Linked DNA regions of Ovis aries: region 1 is linked to region 2. A link is a contact called in public Hi-C data. All regions are on one chromosome and are shown on one strand. The core of a region is the stretch at or near the end of the contact, and the rest is flanking DNA. Distances in the headings are between cores, read along the strand shown.

The links. Hi-C and Micro-C count contacts between places; a contact is called where the count stands out from the background.
Region 1: a contact with region 2 is called in a Hi-C map of tail adipose tissue, with 3 times the contacts expected there. The contact joins the promoter of ASPM here to the promoter of LOC101105935 in region 2. A contact is called at or near these places in 4 of 16 Hi-C or Micro-C datasets (blood, liver, skin fibroblasts and 1 more).

What each region holds. Positions count from the first base shown.
Region 1 is chr12:75,495,902-75,500,971 of ARS-UI_Ramb_v3.0, reverse strand. ASPM (assembly factor for spindle microtubules) reads left to right here and starts at 1,868. Exons shown (of 28, transcript XM_042229282.2): 1 at 1,868-2,319. The coding sequence starts at 2,023.
Region 2 is chr12:75,158,934-75,164,103 of ARS-UI_Ramb_v3.0, reverse strand. It overlaps LOC101105935 (membrane cofactor protein-like), which reads left to right and starts at 3,827. Exons shown (of 9, transcript XM_027976095.3): 1 at 3,827-4,019. The coding sequence starts at 3,977.

The sequences.
Region 1 (5,070 bases), core at 619-3,118, 340 kb before region 2:
TTTCTTGCTAGTAAGAGTTTACCCCTGTGCTCCTCAATTATAAGCAACTCAATTCAGAATTCTACCTGAAGAGGCAATTTCCCAAGGCCATTGTTGTATCAGCCAAGGTCACTAAGGAAATAGTTGGCCCTCTCCAATTTACTGTAATTCAAGAAGCTTAATAAAGGGACTGTTCACAAAGAGAGGTCTGGGTTGCAGGAAACAAGCAATAGGGTCTTATCCTGGGCCTAGTGACACTGTGGTGTCCCCACACCCAGATCTCCAATAGGAGAGAGCATCTCTCCAGCTACTTGTGACTTTAATGTGGAGATGGAGCCAGCCCAAGGTGGAAGGGGTGGGGGGAGTACCCTGGCTTACCTCTTTGGCTAAAACAGACTTCACAGAGTAAGAAACCTATGGATGTAGCAAATACAGAACACAGCCAGCATCTCACAGCCAAGAGCAGGCTGGAAAAGGGTGAAGGGTGGAAGTGGAGGGCAAACAAAAAATATCCAGTATAGTTCATTTTGGGTTTTTAAAAATTGTGCATCAACAGCATTGCTTTATGAAGAGAAACCTGTGAGGGGAGAACATATAGAAACAAAATATGTTCCTATCATGTTAAAAAAGTTGAGACAAACATTTCAGTGACTTAAGCTTAACAGGGCCTATATTTGCAACGTTAATTTGATGAGTAACATTCACTGTACAAAATAATAAATATAAATTGTGTATTTAAAAGTTATTGTCATTCATTTAAACATTTTGCTAAAAATGTATGTAGTAGCACTCTCCTTGTGCATCAGTCCTGAAGGATTTTTTAAGAAACCTCCATAAACACGTTTGATTAAATATCGTTGAGGTACCAGGGTTCAACATCAGGTCAAATTGGGTGTCAGTGAATACAATTTCCGATCTCACTTTCCTCATTTTGGTTTTCCACTCAGGGAGTTTTCTTTTCATGTATTCTGTGCGGCTGTACGCACATCCACGGGTTATTTTTCAGTCTCCTCCTGTCTTTAGAGGCAGCGCGGGCAGCGGGGACAGCAAGAGGAGCCGAACCGCCGGTGCCCCTCCTGGCCTCGCCACTCCCAGCTGGCTGGACGCCGGCCTCGCTCTTCTGTGAATCACGAATAACGGTCCCTTCCCCCCAGGGTGGAAGCGAAGGTGGAGATAAATACGTGCAGGGCTTAACACAGCCCCTGGCAGAGAGTAACATGTAGGCTACAATCATTACTATCAGATATCTACAATTGAAATGAAAACCGAGAAGTTATCTGTCGGGGGCCATGCCCATCAAGACCACCTTTTATGAATTACTGGGAATCTCGGGTTTTGTTTGTTTACCTGGTTTTGCTCCCAGATTCCCGAGGTAAGAACCAGCAGGTAAATTACTGAGCCGCTGCACCGACACCACGCACTGACATCAGCACGTCCACACTAACTGTACATTTAATTTTCATTTTCCTCATTTTCTCCCTTTTGGGCCCAGGAAGTGGCGGAGGGATCCTGGGCGAGTACATTGATCTCCTTCAAAGTACTGTGAGGGAATGACCGTGCCGGCAACCGCCAAGACAGCTGCATTTCCGGAGGAAGTGCTGTGACTTTCTTCGCCTCCACCAACCTGTTCGCAAAATCGAAAGGTGTATTCCGAGCCTGAGCTCCACTCCTCAGAGGCAGCCGAGACCCAGCTCCCATAGCTGTCTCCTCAGCGAGAGCTACCCGTCACCGTCGCCGCCACGTTTAAATAAGGCGCCGGCTTCTCATTGGCTGGCACTGCTGCTCACCGATTGGTCCCGCTTGAAGGTGGGCGGAACCTGGGAAGCCCATTGGTGGAGGCGGGAATTTTAAACGGGGCAAAACCTCTTCTCAGTTCGCTTCTCTCTCCAGTTTGAGTTTGTGCGTCCGGACGCCTTCCTGGGTCCTAGCAACTGGACAGTAAAGGGGGCGAGTTCTTTCTCGATCCCCACAGCTCCTTGAGGGGAGGCGGTGGGCGTTCTTGCGGAGGCCGCTCGGAGCAGCGGGGCGCACCCAGAGGCCTCGATGGCGACCTGGCAGCGGGGTCGCGGCTGCTGGGAGCGGAGCCCGCCGGAGCCGAGGCCGCGGGCGGGGCCGAGGGGTCCCCGCGCCGAGGAGGAGGCGGCGTCCCCGGCCGTCCTGTCCCTCAGCCACTTCTGCAGGTCGCCCTTCCTCTGCTTCGGGGACGTGCGCCTGGGAGCCTCGCGGACGCTGCCCCTGACCCTGGACAACCCCAACGAGGAGGCGGCCGCCGTGCGGCTGTCCCGCGGCCCCGCCGCCGAACGCGGCTTCACGATCTGGCCGAGAGCCTTCGTGCTGCAGGTAGGAGAGGGGTGCGGCCTCCCCGCCGCGCTCCGGGAGCCGGGCTCGGAAGGGGCAGGAGCGGACCTGAGTAAAAGCCGAGTGATTCATTCCCTCAGACGCTGGTGAGCCCCTGTCCCCGGGGCAAGAGGAGCCCGGGTGGGCGGGGACCCGGCGGTGACAGCGCCCGCGCCGGGCATCCTTCGGAGCACATTCCTGCCTTGACTTAGGGCCTCGAGCAGATTGGCAGTTCTAGAGGAGTGGATGGCACGTTTACAATTAATATTCTTATCTCTCATCTATTCATCCATCTATCCATTTTCTTGTCTGCATTTAAGATTGCCAGGAGTACTCTGATGAGAGTAGGGTTTTTAAATTGCTTTCTGTCAGTCATCTTAATATGCGCTTTAGTTTCTAAAGGGAAACTGGCTCCATGGAGTGTCAGAGTAACTACTCTTCTGGTGAGCTTCGTTTTGGCCAAATAGCAACAAAATAAAAAACACTTTCTCAGGGGTGTTTTCAACAAGTATGCACACTTTATTATTTTAATCTTTTGGTTTTTCCTTTGCTGTAGTGTAGTTTTAATGGTGATTCAATTTTGTGACTGCCGTTTCAAGGATTTCCAGGGTAGCTTTTCTGCATTACATTGGGCACAGTCAAGCTCCCATTCCTGTCATCAAAATCTAGAGAATTTACATCGTTATTTGGACTGCAGTAGTCTTTCCATTGGTTAGAACCTCTGAAAGTGTGAGAAGAAAAAAAAAAAATTAGCTGAGAGTCCCACTCCTTGTCTAAATAACCGCTTCCTAACGCAGTGATACAAGGCTCTAAGCTGAGGTCCATTGACTTAAGCACTTGTTCAGCTACAGTTAAGAACCTGCCCTTCCCCTCTAGTTTATAAATGTTTGCTTTTCTTTTTGTGGGAAAACAAATACTTGTTTTTTCTATCTACACTATACTTCTACTTATTCTTTTTTGTTTTGTGGGACTAACGTTTTTGAATTTTTTTTTTAGAATTGTACTTTTATATTATAAAAGTTAACTGTTCTTTTAAACCATATGTTTGTGATGTTTTATGGTTTCTGCTTTAAAACAAAGCTTGTCTTTTATTACCTGTTGGTTTCCCTCAGCTTCAGGTTTGGGTGTGTTGATTCCACTCAACCACTAAGATAATACATACAAACATAATGTTTACCTTTTACAAATTGTTCTCAAGTCTGTTGCCTTATTTAATCCTTACAACAAACTCATGGAGTCATTATTTACATTAGAGGATAAGGCACCACTGTCAAAGGGTTTGTGTGCAGTGGATCAGAGTTAGGCAGCTCGGTTCAGTCTTCTGAGTCTCTATTTTCTCGTTTATTAGTTGGAAATAATGCCAGCTAAAGCTGTGCATGGTGCTCAAATGAGAGAAAGCTTCAAGCAAAGATCTTGACTGTGTCCTGAATAAATGTTCCATTCTTAATTTTTAATGAGGAAATATGCTCAGAGGGTGGAAAACATTTACACATAGTTTTATTCTTGGCGAGTGACACAGTTGGGATTCTCATCCAGGTCTTTAAATCCCATGCACTTTCACTTATATTGATTCAAAGACAGGAGGCATGGTTCCTTCCTAAAGACATATGTTAGGAGGATGAGGGGAAATTCTAAGAACAAGGAGAAGCTGCATCAGATAGGCACCAAGAAGGATGGGATGTTTTGAGGAGACTGGTGGTTCTAAATCTGAGGGCATCAGAATCACCTAAGGGTAAAATACTTGGGGCCACTCAGAATCTGATTCCATATGTGCAGAGGACAACTAGAATGTGCTTTTCTCAGAAGTTCCCAGGTGATGCCTCTGCTACTGGTCCACATTTTGAAAAGCACAATAGTAGAAAATACCTAAGTGAACATCCCTTATCTAAAACACCCTTGGTGAATTAGCTTGCCACCGTACGCCTAAGCAGCATGTCTCTGAGATGCCTCAACCACTCACATCAGAGTTGTCTGGATTGCTTGTAATATGGGAGATTTCTGCTCATCACTCCACACTTGCTAATGCAAATCTCTGGGGTTATATACAGAAAACTGCATTTTAAACAAAACCTTTTTTATGCAGATGGCATCTCAAGAACCATGAGGTAAAGGGTTATACCTGCCAGAGAGTGACTTCACAGTTAGTGTAAAAATAGGTCTACAATACAATGTATCTAGGCCTGAAAAGGAATGAAGGACCAGAGACTCATTCAGGATATTTTTTGCAGAGCAGATTTATGGACAGCCCTTTTCAAGGAAAAAACTTTTTTTTTTTTGGTGTACTTATCTATTTTTTTCCCATGATACATTAAAAACTGTATTTTTCATGCACCTACTTTTTGCCAGGTACTGTGTGAGAAATTCAGCTTATAAAATTGAGAACAAAGGGAAAAAAATTTTTAAATGATCGTTTGGGTTTCTCTTACTCTCCAAATCATGCTTTTTAAAATTTTGATAATACTGGTGTGCTAGAGTCTGCCCATAACGGCTGTCATGTAGGGGGTGTGTCATTTGGGTCTGAGTCTTCATAATGATAGTCAGTTAAAATCACCACCTGGCACATTAAACGCTTCCCTTGTAGCTCAGTTGGTAAAGAATCTGGCTGCATTGCAGGGGATCCAGGTTTGATTCCTGGGTTGGGAAGATCCCCTGGAGAAGGAAATGGCAACCCACTCTAGTATTCTTGCCTGGAGAATTCCATGGACAGAGGAACCTAGCGGGCTACAGTCTACGGGGTCTCAAGAGTCTGGACAT
Region 2 (5,170 bases), core at 2,578-5,077:
AGGAATTGGAACAATGGGTCTTGAAGTTATTCCTAGTGATAGCATTCTAATTTTTTCTGTTTCATTTGCCTTTCTGCACAGTTGTGTGTGAGTTGTAAGTTAAAGTCTACGATGTTTAAATGTACTGTCTCCACCATTATAATGAGAAAGGAATAAAAGATACTCTCTTTGCAAGGCTGCTTCTGGAATACGGCTTGTAACATATTTTCGGTGTGAAGCTTCCGAAAGCCAAGAGGAAACAAAGCGAGCGTGTGGTCCTTCTGAGCAAGGCCCTCCTCTCTGTGCCTGGCGGTTCGGATCCCTGTGTCGGGTGTGGCTCCGCAGTGATTCTCCTGAGATCTGGCAGGCGCCTACCAGGTGCAAGCAGAGGTGGCGGGGCTCCCAGGACCAACATCAGAAAGGAGGCTTAACTGTGCTTTGCTAAGCCATTCTCTTTCAGGTTTCCGCAAATGCCTAACCTGCAGAGAGGGGCAAGCCTCTTCTGAGAGCGTGCACAGGTCCCTTTATGCTGCTGTGCCCACTTCTGAAAAGCAGAATGCAAATATACCCACTGAGAGGCAAAGGATCATCTAACATCACTTTAATTGAGTGACCATCCCCAGACACCTCCCTCTACTTACCACCATTCCTAAAACTTGCAGGAGAGCTACCGCATCGTTGAAAACCTGGTCTACCATCAGTCATGTTCTCCATTCTCTCCTCATTTTCCTGTTGGCAGTTTGTTGGAGAGACCACTAGTGTTTAAGCCCCTACTTCACTCAAAGCCTAGACCCCTGAGTTCTGTTCCTCTCAGGACCTTAGGAAGTTCACAGTCAATACCCTCCCTTTGAACTCTGTCACTAAAATGATCTCAAGGCTAAATGTTAAATAGTGAACAGATTCACTTCATAAGGTCAGCTTGTCGGCCTGATTTAGGAAAGTTTTCTGTGCAGACAGTTGTAGGTCATTCGTTTCAGAGAAAAATCCTGCTTTGTTTTTAGTGTCTAACCTTATTAAAATCAAAATTTCTCAGAATTTCCCAGAATTTGGTAAATCCAGGCAAGGGGGGGGATCAACAGACACATGTTAAATGCATTTGATGGCAACACTCATTTATTTCCTTCAGTATCTAGTGGGTACTTTTATGCCCTTAGTATAGGTCTAGAACTGTCTCAGTACTGGAGATACAGCAAGAAAACTACATCTTTGCCTCATGGAGCTTGTTCAGAAAAATAGGGAACAAGGCCCAAAATCTTTCAAATGGAACCTCCGTTGGGTCAAAAATAATTTCAGAAATCAATGTGAAGTCTTCAATTATACTTAGAATGATTTGATGGATCCTAGGTGCAGAAATTTCACTGGTCATAAAGTTTCAGTAAACACAACCTTTGAATCTAATCTATCATCTGTAAATAGAAAACCATGCTAAATTAAAAAGAAACTTACTTTCAAGCCTAAAAATAAAAGATAAGTTATTTCAGCTCTATGATATATACTTTAGATGGAATATTGTGTACAGATGGTTGCAGAGAACAATAAAAGGATTCCCTCTTCTCATAAAGTATTGCCAACACTGAGCCACAAAACATTTCCTTTATATCAATCTTTCACAGCCGTAAGAATTAAAAGAAATGACAATGCCCTCTCATTATATTTTCTTTCGTATGTCTCCTTATATCTCATTTAGTTGTGTTATCATAGAAAGTCTGGATTTTTTAATCCAAGATACTAAGGTGTGGTCTTCCCTGGTGGTCCGTGGTGAAGAATCCACCTTCCAATGCAGGACACGCAGGTTTGATCCCTGGTCTCGGGATCTAGATTGCCACGTGCCATGGGGCAACCAAACCCGTGCTTCACAACTACCTGCCCTGCACACCCCAGATTCTGCGTGCCACAATTAGAGAAACCCACAGGCCACAAAAACAAGACAGTAAGATGTTTTTTATCACACCCACACTTTGAGTTTTATAAGCTCTTCCAAGAATTAAAAAAAAAAACTGTGTTGTTCTGGGAGGAAGAAGAAATCCCATGGTTTGTGTACCCCAGAATATCTTTAGTATATTTCAGATATAAAATTGCTGAAATGTATATCAAGTATTGTAATTCCAGCTGATGCATTTGACTTTTACAGGGAGAATTTCCATTTCCTCACCATCCTCTCATTGCTTTATTCTATATGATGCAGGCTTTGTCCCCACCATTCTATGAACATTTGAAATGCCGGTCACATGTAAATATTTTTTTCCCTTTACCTGATTAGAAATGGTAACATAGGGTCAATACAGAAAGCTGAAAAGCACAAAGAAAATGAAATATACATAATCCTATCAACTACTAGTTAATTCTGGAATATTTCCTGCTAATCCCTTTATGTGTATCAAGTAGGACTTTTATTTCAATAGAAGGAATGACAAGTTATGTAGTGATTTGGAGCCTTCTTTTTCCACTTAAAATATATCATAGTTTCTCACATTCATATTTTTTTACACAGCTGCACAGACTTCCATGCTGTAAACTACCTATCATAAAATCCTTAAGACTTCTGCTAGACACATAGGATTTAAATTTTTCTCCAAAGTATAATGGCTTGGTGATTTTTCTGGAATAAATTCTCAATGGGACTGATGATTTAAAAGTCATGTCCGTATGAAAACTTTTAACATACAAAAATGTTATGTTAAAAACTAAAAGTTTGGGGGTATTGGTCCCCTCAACACATTTACTCACACTGCTTAACCTTTTTATTCTTTGCCAAGTAATAAGAAAATGGCAGCCCCTTTTGTTTGCTCCTTAATGCCAGTCAGGTTACATTCATTTTTCTTCTACTAGTCATACAGGTTGACTTACAACTTTACACATAAACTGTGCTCACTCTTAATTTTCCAGCATTGTGTGTAAGAGTGTTTCAACAGAAAAGTTTTCCCCTTTATCCATTTCACCCAACCAATTCCTAATCCTCCCAACTATAATGACATTCATTGCTTCCAAGAATTTGGCCCTTAATGCACCTTTCTTTCCTTTTTCGTGTATGTATATTTCATCTTCCATAAAACGTTTAGTCCCTCAATAGCAAGGCTTCCACAGAGTTAAGACCCATTATGCTAACGGCCCGGGGTTGTTTAACCATTTACTTTCCCAGATATGCTCTCCTGGGAACATAGGGTAGAACAAACGGATTTTAGCAGTTGGGAGAGCGATGGCCAAACCTTTCGTGATTCTGGAATCTATCCGGCCATGAGAGGCTTCAGTAGCAGAGGCTCAGCCACGGAAATTTCAAATACTGTCGTGAATGATGCCTGACTACTGGCAAAGACCGAGCAAGGCGGGCCCAGGTGTCCTGACAATCTGGAGGGCCCCGGGTCCCAAAGGGAGTCATGACGGGTGTCGGTCCCACAGTGACCACTGGCTAAGCTCTAGATTTCTATCTTCAGGTTGTGACGCTTGATTTTTCCGGAAAAAGGACAATGATGACCACGCCAGCCCTTTATTCCTTTCCACCCTTCCTGCGTAAGGTGGTTAGCAGTCTTTTCACCAATAGCCGGTGAACCAGCTATTCCCGCCGAGTCGCCGCGGCCCTCCTTCAGGTCTGCAGGCAGAGGAACTAGAGACGCGCGGTGTGCCGACGTCTCCGCGCCCACGGGGAACCCTCTGTAGCGCCGCGCCCCGCCCCGCCCGGCGCAGGAACCGCCCCTAAAGCGCGGGGACCGCCCTCCCGGAGCAGGGACCGCTCCTGGCGCCGAGGCCCCGCCTTGCAGCCCGCTCATTGGCCCCGCTAGACACTAACCCCGCCCCCGGCACGGCCCAGTCACGCCCCACCGCGTTACAGCTCCGGACACCTGTGAGTCTGGGGATTGTTGCGTCTGGCAACCGAGCTCAGAGGTCCACCGTCTGGGCTCAGCTTTCCCGCTGGTCTCCCCGAAAGTGACAGAGGCTTTCGTATCGCGCAAGCCCCTCCTGGTCGCCCCGGGAGTCCCCCTTTGTTTGGTGCCTCATAGGGATGCTTTTGGTGGTCCTCGTGCTTCTGCTGCCCACAGTCTCCGGTAGGAGCCTGCAGAGTGTGCGCGCTGGTGGGGAACCGGAGCGGCTCGCGAGGCCGGCCGACTGGAACCGAGGGTGGGAGGAGATTTGCTTTTAGTCTCTCGTGAGAGTCGCGGGGCTGGGTCCACTCCGGGGTCATAAGGAATTGGGGTAGAAAGCGTGACCAGCGCGTCCGCGGGTCGTGCTGCGTGGAGTAGGGACCACATAGCGCTGGAAGAGACGTCTTGCTTGCGGTGGGAACTCAGCGGTGCGGGGTGATGGGCGAAGCTGAGGCTTACCAAGGGCCAGGCTGGTGTTCTTCAGTCGCTAGTCGTATCTGACTCTGCAAATCCATGGACTGCAGCAAACCAGGCTTCCCTGTCCTTCACCATCTCCTGGAGTTTGCTCAGACTCATGTCCATTGAATCGGTGATGCCATTCAATCATCTCGTCCTCTGCCGTCCCCCTCTCTTCCTGCCTTCAATCTTTCCCAGCATCAGGGTCTTTTCCAACGAGTCAGTTCTCATCAGTTCAGTTCAGTTCAGTCGCTCAGTCGTGTCCGACTCTTTGAGACCCCATGAATCGCGGCATGCCAGGCCTCCCTGTCCATCACCAACTCCCGGAGTTCACTCAGACTCGAACCACAGGACTGCTGACCTGGCGCTGGTGGTGACGGTTTGCTCAGGTGCCTGGGAATGTAGTTAGGCTGCTCTTGCGCCTGTGGGGAGGGTTTGCCCTATATTCTCTGGGCAGTTTGATAACTTGGGAGTAGGGGTGTTTGTGCCCCTGGGGCTTGGCTGGGCTAGGGGAGCCCACACAAAGTGTTCCCTAGTGTGTACTTTGTAGAAGTGGCCATCCAGTGGTGCCGAGTGTGGGCCCAGGAAGCTACTGCTTGCTTTGTGTGGGGCTGGGAAGTTCATTTGGAGGTCAGGTAAGAACGTGTGCTGGGTGGGGCCCCCCACCCACTCCCCCCACCCTCCCAGTTCCTCTTTGGTGGTGGAGGCTGTAACTCAGGATCCTGGAGGCAGCAGAAGTCACCATCCTTGTGCCCCACGTGGTGATGCCATTGACGCTGGCAGCAGCAAGGCACCAACACCCAAGACGTATAGAAAGTAATAAGGTGGCCACTGGGCAAGACCTGTGAAAGAGGCAATGGAGGATGAAAGTGCCCACT